Regions from separate parts of the Sus scrofa genome. Here regions 1 and 2 are each linked to region 3. Evidence: chromatin contacts called from public Hi-C data. All regions are on one chromosome and are shown on one strand. The core of a region is the stretch at or near the end of the contact, and the rest is flanking DNA. Distances in the headings are between cores, read along the strand shown.

Evidence for each region. A called contact is a pair of places that touch in the nucleus more often than the background predicts.
Region 1: a Hi-C map of retroperitoneal adipose tissue shows a contact between it and region 3, with 2.9 times the contacts expected there. The contact joins the enhancer-like site here to the promoter of FAM171A1 in region 3. A contact is called at or near these places in 1 of 5 promoter capture datasets (liver), 21 of 47 Hi-C or Micro-C datasets (adipocytes, alveolar macrophages, embryonic fibroblasts and 12 more) and 1 of 2 datasets of contacts at active chromatin or transcription factors (skeletal muscle).
Region 2: a contact with region 3 is called in a Hi-C map of skeletal muscle, with 4 times the contacts expected there. The contact joins the promoter of NMT2 here to the promoter of FAM171A1 in region 3. A contact is called at or near these places in 3 of 5 promoter capture datasets (fetal liver, fetal skeletal muscle and liver), 1 of 47 Hi-C or Micro-C datasets (skeletal muscle) and 1 of 2 datasets of contacts at active chromatin or transcription factors (skeletal muscle).

What each region holds. Positions count from the first base shown.
Region 1 is chr10:46,591,539-46,595,382 of Sscrofa11.1, reverse strand. FAM171A1 (protein FAM171A1) reads right to left here. Exons shown (of 8, transcript XM_003130736.6): 6 at 1,664-1,780. Among named protein-coding and RNA genes, the nearest start is that of NMT2, 54 kb to the left of the region's middle. Within about 2 kb of position 2,547, at least 27 of the 83 cell types and tissues checked have an H3K27ac peak or open chromatin away from gene starts, as enhancers often do. A contact at or near this core is called in embryonic fibroblasts, fetal liver, liver and 4 more, where this site is marked.
Region 2 is chr10:46,645,185-46,649,218 of Sscrofa11.1, reverse strand. NMT2 (glycylpeptide N-tetradecanoyltransferase 2) reads right to left here and starts at 2,052. Exons shown (of 12, transcript XM_021064837.1): 1 at 1,823-2,052. The coding sequence starts at 1,932.
Region 3 is chr10:46,447,189-46,451,404 of Sscrofa11.1, reverse strand. FAM171A1 (protein FAM171A1) reads right to left here and starts at 1,624. Exons shown (of 8, transcript XM_003130736.6): 1 at 1,386-1,624. The coding sequence starts at 1,482.

The DNA of each region.
Region 1 (3,844 bases), core at 1,298-3,797, 140 kb before region 3:
ATAAAGTGTTATCTTCTGAACTTAAATAATGACTCTATGTTCAAAAATCAGCAAGTCTCCTTGGGTTTAGCTAGCTTTTAAGAGATTTAGCTCCTTCCGAAGATTTTTAAAAAAATCTATCTCATAGAATATCAAAAATCAACCAATAAATGGGTGTTCATGGTGTTTAGTAATCACAATAATACCACTTTGACATAACATATAACCACATTCCTTCCCATCTTTTGGTGCTCTGCCAGAACACCCGGACACCAGTAAGTGCCCAAGTGTTACAATTTGGGGAGGTTTTCACTATTGCTGTCAATCTGCCTCTACCAACATTAAGATAGATTCTTAGGGAGTTCCCACTGTGGCTTAGTGGGTTAAGAACTCGACATAGTGCCTGTGGCCTCGCTCGGTAGGTTAAGGATCTGGCAATGCCATGAGCTTCGGCAGAGTTCTCAGATGTGGCTCAGGTTTGGCATTGCTGTGGCTGTGGTGCAGGGTGGCAGCTGTAGCTCTGATTGGACCCCTAGCCCAGAAACTTCCATATGGTGCAGGTGCGGCCCTAAAAAACAAACAAATTTTAGGGAGTTTGCCTGGTGGCAAAGAGGATTAAGAATCCGGTATTGTCACTGTAGTGGCTTGGATCGCTGCTGTGGCTCAAGGTCTGATTCCCAGTCTGAGAACTTTTAAATGCCGTGGGCATGGCCAAAGCCCCTTCCTGCCGCCAACACAAAAAGATTTTAGTCATATTTTGAAAAATACAAGTTAATTCACGTATCCTAAATGGAGAGGATTTTTTTTTTTTTTTTCCCCGCCCTTCGGTATATGGAGTTCCTGGGCCAGGGATTGGATCCAAACCACAGGTGCAACTTATACCAGATCCTTTAACCCACTGTGCCGGGCTGGGGATTGAACCTGCATCCTGGTGCTGCAGGATGCTACCAATCCTGGTGCACCACAGCAGGAACTCCTGAATCTTCTTTTAGATGCGAAACAACAGGCTTGCTGTGAAGCCTTTTACAAATGCCCAGTCAAGGTTTTGGCCCCAAGAAGCCTCCAAGGGTGAGTTCCTTTCCTCACGTGTTTTCTTACACGGGCCACAGCTGTTTCAGGAATTAGGGAGGAGATCCAGACCGCCTCTGTGGGCTTTGGATTAAGAATTCCCTACAGCAGCTGTCTGAGCAAAACAGAGATTCGAGACTATTTTCTATGCATTATTCTTATCCTCGATGGGAGACTTCCAACCAGAACTCCCCACCCCCACAAAACAGCTTCCTCTCATTGTTCGATTTTTTTCATACTTTCAACCATTTTTGAGGAAGATGTGATCTCCCTGCTGAAGACACTTTTTTTTTTTTTTTTTCTTTGTGTTTTTAGGTCCCCACTCATGGCACATGGACGTTCTCAGGCTAGGGGTCAAATTGGAGCTACGGCCACCGGCCTACATCACAGCCACGGCAACTCAGGATCTGAGCCATGTCTGTGACCTATTCCGCAGCTCACAGCAACACCGGATTCTCAACCCACTGAGCGAGGCCAGGGATTGAACCCCCGTCCACATGGATACTTAGTTGGGCTTGTTACTGCTAAGCCACCTTGGGAACTTTCCAAAGTACACTTAGCCTGAACCCTCAAAGGCATCAATCCCCATCCCTGCAGGTGTTGGGGATCCTGTTACCTGGGTTGGGGGGTGACATGGCTGCCACCCAGTACCCCAACTGAGGGGCAATGTAGGTCCACGTCAGCTGGCTGCCTTCCTGGTGCACAAGGCCGAGACCACTCTTCAGCCACGTTCCTGTGAAATGCAGAAAAACACTTCAGCCGGAGGCCTGCTCAACTCCTCTTTGAGGCTTAAAAGCACAGTCCAGATCACCTTAAGTGTCATGTTTACAACCCATTCGAGAGCCCAAGGGGTCAGGCTATCAGGGAGGGACTGCATTCTGCTTTCTGCAGAAATTCTTTTTTTTTTTTTTTTTTTTTTTTTTGGTCCTTTTAGGGCCACACCTGCGGCAGAGGGAAGTTTCCAGGCTAGGGGTCCAATCAGAGCTGCAACTGCCAGCCTACACCACAGCCACAGCAATACCAGATTTAAGCCAAGTCTGTGACCTACACCACAGCTCAAGCCAATGCCGGATCCTTAACTCACTGAGCAAGGCCAGGGATCAAACCTGCACCCTCATGGATACTAGTTGGGTTCATTTCCACTGAGCCACGATGCAAACTCCTCTGCAGGAATTCTTTTCCCTACCTTTCAGGAAAGAGTCGGACTATGTTCTTGGCCTTTCTGACTCAATTACTTTCAGCTCCTTTATCGCATGCACATCCCCGCTTCCAAACACGGAAAATGTTATAGCAGAAGCCTTTCCAGTTTACGACTATGCCATCTTGGCCGAGCTCCTCCAGAAGCCTCTGGAGTTTAGAAACAGAATCAAGGTACAGCCTGGAAACGGTTAGGGGGCGGGGAAAGAAGAGGGAAAACTCTGGCACTGTGGCTATGCTTCATCCTCCAGCAAATAAACGGATTTCCTCTCCGGAATCACAGACTGGTGACATCAGAGTTGCTTGGGGAAGTTTTAAAAATGCAATATACAGATTCCTTGGTTCCCTCTTATGGGCAGATTCTAACCCGTAACCCTGGCTTAGGTGAGTATTTTAAGAAGCTTCCTGTTGGCTCTAAGGTTGGGAGACACTAAGTAAGTCCAGGCTGGTGCTGTCTTTCCGTCACTACTTTAACTAGTCTTTAACATTAACGAGTACCCACTGTGAGCTGGCTGGTTACGGCTATGTGTTTTGTGTGTACGTTATCCATAGTTGTCACAACCACCCTCCCGAGTAGGACTTATTTTCCCCGTTTGGACAAGGACGCTGGAGATGGGTGAGACACGGCACTCTTCTGAGGCCTTGGGGTAGAGAACAGAGCAGGGCAGCCTAGGTCCGTCTGTCTGTCTGTCTTCAAGCCCAGTGCTATTTCTTCCACTCAGCCCTGCTGTGTGTCCTACAAAACTTGCCAGCCTTTGATAATCTTTTCACTTTGTAAGGTTTCCAGGAGCAGGCCGCATCGCCCAAGGGCCCATGCGGCTGTCACCTGTCTCGCCCGCAGAAAACTTTGCTTTGAGGCCCAGGAGGCAAGAGTGTGCTGACCTGGCCTCCCCATGGTGTGGGCGCACCCACCCGACCCACCAGCCCGGAGACACTGGGCACTCACATGGGGCTCCTCCTAGGATCACCAGCCCCCTGACAAGGCCACGTGGAATCCTGCCCACCCTGGGCCTCAATGCACCAGTTGTGCACCAAATATTCCCCCACCCCCATCTTTCCTAGGTATACACATCACCGAGGTGGCAAGAGTGGCTCACTCCCCTTGCAGGAAAGAAACAATACTTGGCACAGCTTCTAGGGCCTATGAGTTGCCATAGCAGCATTCAAATGTAGTAGGTGGCCCAGCAATGCTTCCCCAGCACATCCCCGCCCCCCCACTTCCCGGAGAGGCCAGGCGTCAGAAGGCGAGGTCTGATGCCCCCAACGCAACAGGCTGAATCATGGCTCTGGAGGATTTAGATTCAAGTTAGAGGAGACCATGACCGGGAGGGTTTCCAAAATGAGTCTAAGGACAAGGATGCTGAACGCAGGGTCATTGGCTGAGAGCATCCACCCAGAAATGGTTCAGCTGCTCGGAGCATCACTCACTCCAGGGGGCTGCTGAGGAAGGGAAGCAGAGGGCGTTTGACACATGCGGCTAAAGGGTTTCTGGGTTGGGTCAGGAAGTCTGCCTGGAGGCAGAGAACGGATTGTTTGCCACCACTTCCAGCTTCCCCTGGGGAAGCGGGGGAACCCACGCTGATTAGCTCATGACTAACAC
Region 2 (4,034 bases), core at 803-3,302, 200 kb before region 3:
TTAATAGGCCACGATCAACCCATTACGACAATTTCTTCCTCCAAGAAGCTGAAATCATGTTATCTGCTCCTGGTTAAAACAGTCAGTTCACTGGGCATCTCTGAATTGTGAGTAACTGTGCTAATATATAATTGATGTGCTGATGTACAAAACTGACTCTTTCTGAAGAGGGCATGGAGATGCTTTTGGGTGCTAATCTGGGAACTTTGCAGAGTCTCCTGCAAGGCTCCTGGGGGCAGGCCCAGATCAAGGGGTACACAGATGGGTAATTCTCTCTGTACCATGCACATTCCGGACTGTGTAAGCAAAGAAGTACATAACCAAGCCTTCAAAAGAACGAAGAACAAGAAACAGAAATTACAGTGGAAAAGTCAGGCATCCAGGGTCTTGCTAGAAAGACAAAGGACAGGTGATGAAGTTTTCTGCGTAATCCATCACATTTGCATCTGGGCTCATTTCTGGCACTGGTGTCATTGTTTCAAAAACTTATCTATATTTAGCTATCTATCATAGACAAATTTCTATCACCGCATAAACAGAACTGGGGCTCAGATGTCTGCAGAATTTCCTCTCTTCAAAAAAAAAATATTCTAGACTAGAATTACAACATTCTGTACTTGCAGCTGCCACTGAAAAAAAAATCACGCCAATGAAAGATACATTTAGTCAGCTTTTCTTTTGCTTGATCTCTCTCAATATTTCATAACACATGAAAGCTCAAAGTTCCTTTCTTAAATAAATCTTCAACCAGACGTTAAAGAGAATGCAAATACTTTACACTTTAAATCATCAATCATTTAAAAAATCCTCCCCATGAACTGAATAAATAAGCCATCTGTGACTAAGGCCTCCCTATCATGTTTTTAAGCTGACCCACTTCTTTGCCAGTCACCATGGTTTGCAAAATATCACTTCTAAGGGGTGGCACTGTACTAGCGCATAGTTCGATTCCATCAAGGTAGAAGGGCAAGGTAGCCACTAGCCTGGATTTAAAATGACCCCCCTCCCGCTGCCGCCTATAAAACAGAACTTCAATACCCTCCTTCATCAGAAGCAACCTTTTTCCCACCGGAGTGCAAATCAAGTCTGTGCGGGAGAAAAGGGAGCCAGTAAAAGGAGGAAGAAACCTGACCAGGTGTTAAAGCATGGCTCTGGAGATCAAAACACCCATCCGGATCTGACCCGGTCAGCAGGCGCTACCCCCTGAGACAGAGCTGAAATGAGGGTCGGGCCGGCTTTGGAGACGCAGACGCGCTCCGCGATGGCGAACCTGCGCGTCCCCAGCAGCCTGGCCGGGACCCCCGGCGCCCCCGTGCCCATCTCAGCGCGGGGAGGGGCGGCCGGGGCAGCACAACTTTCCGCTGCTCCTGGCCAGCAGCGCCGGAACCAGCAGGGGCAAATCTCAAACCGCTCCGCTCCACCAGCGGCTTTTTTCCCCGCGGCTGGGGGAGGGGTAACAGGGTCCAGGAGGACTTACGGAGGGATGACAAGGAGCGGAGAGAGGAGAACCACTTCCCACCAGCCGGGCCACCACAAAGGGAAGGGCGCCGCGCCCCCCTTAGCACTACTGAGTCACATGCCGGCCGGGATGGGGGCGCGCCAGGGCGGGTCGCACGGCAGGTGACAGCGGCGTGGCGGGTCCCCACGCCTCCCGGCGCACCAGGGGGCTCGCCCCCACTGCGCCTCTCCGCGCGCGAGCCGCGCCCCCCGGACCTCCCGCCGCCCTGGAGCCGCGCGAAAGCCACGCGGGGGCCGGGGAGCCGCTCAGCGCCGCTGCCGCGCCCGGGAGCCTGCGTCCGCACCGAGCCCCAGGCGCGCCTACCCTTTGGCGTGCTCCGTCTCCTCCTCATTGTCCCCGTCGATCCCACACGTGTCCTGGTCGTCCAGCTCCAGGCTCTGCTGGCTGGCCGCTGACTCGCTGTCCTCCGCCATCGCGGCGGCGCGGTCTGGGAGGCGGCGCTCCGGGCCGCGGGCGTGGGGGGCCGGTGCGGCGAAGGCGGCGGCGGCGCTAGCAGCTCCCTCTAGTGCCGCCCGCCGTCTCCTCGGAGCCAGAGCTCTGGACTCAGCGCCGGCCCCGCCCCGCCCCGCCCGGGCCCGCCCACTACGACCTGGGCCCGCCCACCAGGCCCCGGGATGGGTGGAGGTCTGTCCGCGGATGGGGGTGGGGGCGACAGTGAGGGTGGTCGCTACCTGCGCAGGGTGCAGGGGTGGCGCCCTGGAACCTGAAGCCGCGCAGCCCCTAAACCCTGGGCTCACCTCTGAACACCGCAACCCGCGGACCAAATCCTATGCCTTCTTTTTTGGAGCACAGGCAAGGCGATTTTTACAGCTCTTCATATTCAGAAGAGCTTTTAACTCTTTGGGGAATTCTTACTCGGCGGAGGCGTGCCAAAGCCATCGATGGCCAGAACCCTCCCCTCCCCCCCACCCCCAACCACGTACACTTTGCAAAAATTCCAGTTCATATGTCTCTGTCTTTCCAATGCCGCAAAATCAAAGTCAAAACAGTGCTTCCAGCCTTCCCGCCTCTCCAACCAGGCCCGCAGGTCCTAAAAGTCTTGACAAGAGAACACATGTGGAGCTGCTCCAGTTTTTGCTGCACAGCACAGAAGACTGGCTCAGCCCAGAACAACCATCTTGGGGGAAATGGGATTTGTCCGTGATGCTGAGAAATTGGACAGTGTAGGGAGGCCACTCTCTGGCTTCCTCGAGTGAAGGTTTTGGCGTAGACCTCCAAGCAGAAGAAGGTTATGGCCTTCAAGGCTGCAATGGCCCTCTGTCCTCTGAGGGCAGGAGGGAAAGGAGACGCTCATGGCTTGCCAAATAAAAGGCAGGTGGAGTTCAAACTCTTATTTGCTTTTGCAGTGTGTATATTCCAGCCCTTTTCTGTGCTTTCCCTTCCATGGGCAGAGTTCAAGGTCCCACTAGGTTATGGGAAGCCTATGTGGTTTTACAAAGGCGGTGGAAAGATTGTTATCAGAGATGCTCGGTCAGGAAAAATAGGCTTAAAAAGCCACCCGAAATTTTTAGGGTGGGTCCTTTTTTTGGCGGAAGGTATTGGAAGCATGTGGGCTTTTTTTTTTTTCTCACCATGAGCAAGACCATGCTTTTCAAATACAATAAGATAGAAGGATCTAAAGACATACTTGCAGGGTGATTTCAAAGTTCACCAGGCTTTTAGGACGGACTGAGGTGGAGCCAGCAAAGGTTCTGTAAGAAGGACAACACAGGGCCAAATCATGAAGGAAATACAGCGCTTCTTTCACCAGTGCAACGATTTCTGAGGCAGAAAGTCACATGCGGCCGCTGGCTTCAAACTTTAGGCAAATATAGATCAGTGAATTCCCTGTGGCTGACCCCTGTGAACATGAAGAGTTGGATAACTAACTTGGTTGGGTAACCAGCAGGATCCTGACCAGGAGCAAATCTATCAGATCAGTTGCCATAACCTATTAGAAAGGTTTTCTAAAATATTTTAAAAACATCAAGCAAAGGGAACTCAGCAGACACATATTTATTTGAATTTTCAAGAAGTTTTGACTAAACCTCTCAAAAAAAGAATGAGAAAACACATAACCCTGGAGAAATGAAATGAGGGCATCAAAAACCAGTTAAACACTAGAAAGCAATGTCAAATAGGGAACATCTGTTCTCCAGAATGCAAAGAAGCCTCTTTTTGGTACTGGATGGAGATTATATAATACAAATGTGTGTCATCATTAATCATTGGAAAGAGGACAGAGTTTGCAGACAACCCTGGAGATTCTTAAATCCTATTGTTATGATGCAAAGAGACTCACTCTGTTTCGAAAAATGTTTGCTTCGCCCCCCTGGTTTAATCCCAGAATTCGGGGGACTGAAATCAGGTGGTATCTTCTAGCATCTCAGATCCAAGATTTATTTGGGTGAAGATAGGACTGTACAGTGGTTACCAGTGTGTTAAAAGAGGCTCTTGGGAATTTCCTATTCTGCCTGACTCATCTCTTATTATAGATGTAAGATCATCGTTGTGTAATTAGTCTTGTTTTAGACTA
Region 3 (4,216 bases), core at 375-2,874:
GAAAGAGACGCCAGCAAATGATAAGGCAATAGATGAATATAACCTTTCATTCAACCTGTAGATAACGAACTAAACCCAGCCGACTGTGGGGAGCCCCAACATCAGATGTGGAAATCCATCCAGGGTTCTCTGCTCCCTGGCACTCCTGGGCTCTGAATATTTGTCTTCAGGGAAAAGTGTGAGCAGGAAGAAAACAGAAAACGGGGTAAGGCAGGGTCCTAGCAATAGGACGAAGCGTTCTCTCGAGCACCGAGCATCGTGTCTGCAGGGCAGACCTCACAGAACAGACGCCTTTCCTGGAGGAAAGGACACCCGCAAGGAGTCGGGGTGGGGGTCTCCAGGGCTGCAGGGAAACCCTCCCGGGAGAGCAGAGAGGCCCAGGGAGTCCGGGCACTGGTGTCCTGGGTGGATGCCAAATGTTAATCTGCGGGGGCCTCCCTCACTCACCCTTTTGAAAAGCCAGGCAACAGAGCAGCCCTCCATCTAGAGCCCACAAATGCGTGCAAAGGAAGCTTTGGGGCTTCCCCCGCAATAAATTCTCATTTTAAAAACAAAAGACAGGCTCGTGGCCATTCTCAGAGGCGACCACATTCCTCCCTGGGCTGGAAAGCAGATTTGAAGAGGCCAAAGATTAGACAAAAGGCACGAGCTGGCGACATACAGCCCAGGAAATGATTTTCGTGTGTTTTAAATTGATTAGGGCCTCCCACTTCCAATTCTTTCTCCTCTTTCGGGGATGACTCCTGGGCCGCCAAGCAAATCCCTTAAGGCCTGGAAAAGACTCCGGATAAGGAGGAGGAGGAGACCCCGAAACTTTCCCAAACTGCGGCCGGCTGGAGGCGGGCAGCGGCCGCAGACCTGGGGTCCCGGGGCGCAGGGGGCACCCCAGGGGCGGCGGCCACCTTCTCGGCCGCCGCAACAAAAGGGCCGAGCGCAGCCTCTGCAATCTGGCTTCGACGATCCGAGTCCTGGGAGGTGGCGGCGGGGGGAAGCGGGCGACGGCAACCCGGGGGGCAGCCGCTCTCGCCCGGGCAAAGGAGATGGAGCCGCGTGTCTGCGTCGCGCATAAAGGACCTTCGGCTGCATCCAAACCAGCTACCCGAGGCGGCAAAAGCTGATGCCACCTACACCACCAGCGGCCCACGGCCCCCCGGGAACATCCGCCCGGGGAATCTCGGCGTCCCCAGGCGGCGCCGCCCCCTCGGGAGCGCGGCGCTAGGGCCGCAGGCCCCGCGGCGGCGACTCGGGCTCGGGCTCCGGCCACCACCGCAGCGACACAATGCCGCCCGGCAGCCTCGCCGCCTCCGCCGCAGGCCCGCGGCCGACACAAAGCCTGCCGCCGCCGGCCCTCGCGCCTCCCGGGCCCGCCGCCGTCGCGCACCGACCTTGGGCTCCGGCGCCAGGCTCCCGCAGCGTCTTGGTCACCGCCTTCCACACGTTGCAGCCCAGCAGGCAGAGCAGGAGCGCCGTCGACCTGCTCATCTCCGCACCGCAGGGCCCCGGGCGGCGCGGGCTGGCCGACCACCGGCTCGGAGCGGCGCGTCAGGGGCGGCCGACCGCCGCGCCTCCCTCCATGTCGCCTGGCTCCGCGCGCGCCGGGCCCGCCGCCCGATTGGCCGCGCCCCCGCCCGGCGCGGCGCCGGGCCCCGCAGCCCACGGCCGCTCCCGCCTCCGCGCGCCCCGGTGGGTTTCCCCGAAGAGCCGCCGCCGCCGCCGCCGCCGCCGCCTCCTTAACCCCTTCGTGCCCCCACCCCGCACCCCGCCCCGCCCGCCGCGACGCCCAGGCCCCGGGCCGTGGTGCCACCTGGCGGCCGCGCGCCCCGCCTGCCAGCGCAGCCACCCCCTCGGGGTCGCCCCGCGCGCCCGCCGGCCACCCACTAGCAGTGACTGCCACGTTGGCTACCAGACAGCTCTGCAGCCCCCAGCCCCGACCGCTGTGGAGTGACAACACTAGTCTTTAGCCCGATACACTCGCACCTAGTTAACTCATGGTCCTCAGGTGGCACCGAGGTTACATATGACCTTGCTCGGTTTTTTGCGGGAGAAGCCCATCCTGCCGCTCTTCCCGGCCCAATCCACCCATGACCCCTGGGAGGACTTGGCACCCAGGAGCAGTCCCCCAGTTCATGTAAACTGTAGGCGACCCTTGGTGCTTGAGTGTAGACAGGTGAACTTCTCTGTGTTGAGCTGTCCTTGGATATTTGTCCTTGGATCTAGAAGGTTGGGAAGGAGGAAAGGGAGGAAATTTACGTTTACTGAGGCCCTAAATACTTTTTCTCTTTCATTTTGTCTTCATAATATATGATCTCAGAGATGGGTGTTGCTCTCCCCACTAAGAGGTGAGAAAATCATAGGAAAATTTGTCCTTAGCTCATAACTGGTGGGTGACAGAGGAATAAAACAATCATTCTGGTCCCGGGGGTTGAAGCTCTTCACCCAAACCTCAGGCTTCCTTTGAGCCAAGTACCTCACACCCTCAAACTTCCCTTCCTTAACCCGATCTTGTTTGTGCCTTTCTGGTACCACCCTCAGTCCCATGTTTCTTGCCACCTTCTCGACCAATCAGCACTGCAGGGACCTTGCGACCTCTGCGACAGACTCCAGGCCAGGGGATTTCTGGGGGAATCCAGATATTTCCAGCAGCAGAGGCCGGGTGCTGCCTCCAGAACGCTAGGCCAGAGGAGGGTTATTACTGTAATTTTATTAATTGGACATTAAGTCATGGCAGGCACTGTACCAAAAAGAGAATGAAGGATGGCGCTTGCCCAGTTGGCTTATTATAGACAAATCATTGTGAGATACAATAAAACCAGGAGGAGGAGAAGCCGATGTGGGTGTTAGCCACAGCCTCAGGACCAATGCTGCAATTTGTGCAAATTGTGCACCTGCACAGGGTGTCAGGTAGTCAGGAAGATAGAAAAGAAAACCCACAGTTAGGGACTGCCTGATAACCGCCTCCTTCTGACTTCCAGCATCAAAGCCTTAGGGTAATTCCAGGGTCCACATCAGAGCCAGGAGAGGGAAGCATATGAGATGGCCATCCAGATCAGTCAGACCTCAATCCCAGTTTGGGTTCCTGCCCACTGGAGCAGAGGGTCCGGGCCAGCCAGCTTACTGCGTGGCGGCTTTGGGAGAGGGGCAGTCGCAGAGTTTTCAAGTCACTTTCTTGGGGTAGAGGGGCTTCTCAAGAGAAGTGACATGAGACCCATCCTGGAGTTGAACTTGCTCACTTCCTATCTTTTGAGGATATGCCTTTGTCAGGGATGTTGATTATAAGACAGGACTAGCCTGAGCAAAAAAAATGAATGATAACAACTGAGAACCAGGTTATTGGGAGATGACCTGGGACTCCTACAAAATCCTGAGAACTGAAGTGTTAGGTCTCATGAAGACACTATTATATTTGGAGTTCCTAATCATATGTCACTCTCCCTGGACTGGAGATCCTTCCTTATAACAACTTACTTGGGTAGTGTTATTATTCCTATTTTACAGCTGAACAAACTGAGGCTCTTTGACAAATAATTTGCCCATAACATCTGGGTTTCCTAACAGCAAATTCAAAGTCCCTATACCAGGTTATCTCCAAGAATAAATTTCATGCAAATGATTCAGGTTACCTCTAGCTGTGTCCAAATTGTTTTAAAAGCTGTTTCTAGGGAGTTCCCACTGTGATGCAGTGGGTTAAGAATCCAACTGCAGCAACTAAGGTCGATGCATTCAAGTGGGTCCAATTTATGGCCTGGCTCAGGGGGTTGAAGGATCCGACGTTGGTGCACCTCATAGTTCACAGTTGTGGCTCGGATTCAGTTCCTGGCCTGGGAACTTCCATATGCCATGGGTGCAGCCATAAAAAATAAAATAAATAAAAAAATTTAAAAGCCGGTTCTAATCCCAGTAAGGTCTTATGAATGGTATTGGGCCAATGTCAATTTCCTGGATTTGATAATGTACTATAGTTATATAAGACGTTACATCTGGGGAAAGCTGGGGGAGATTGGGTGCAGGGTATAAGGGATCCCTCTGCACTGTTTTTGAAACTTCTTGTGAGTTTATAATTATTCAAAATAAAATTTTTAAAAAAGCAAAAAAACTTTGTCTATACCCTTTCCCCCTGCCCAAGCTTTATTCTTCACCTCAAACACTGGAATTGCAGATTACTTATCTATTCTAGTATAAAGTTCTAGAACTTTTCAGAATGAAACAAGTCTAAGTA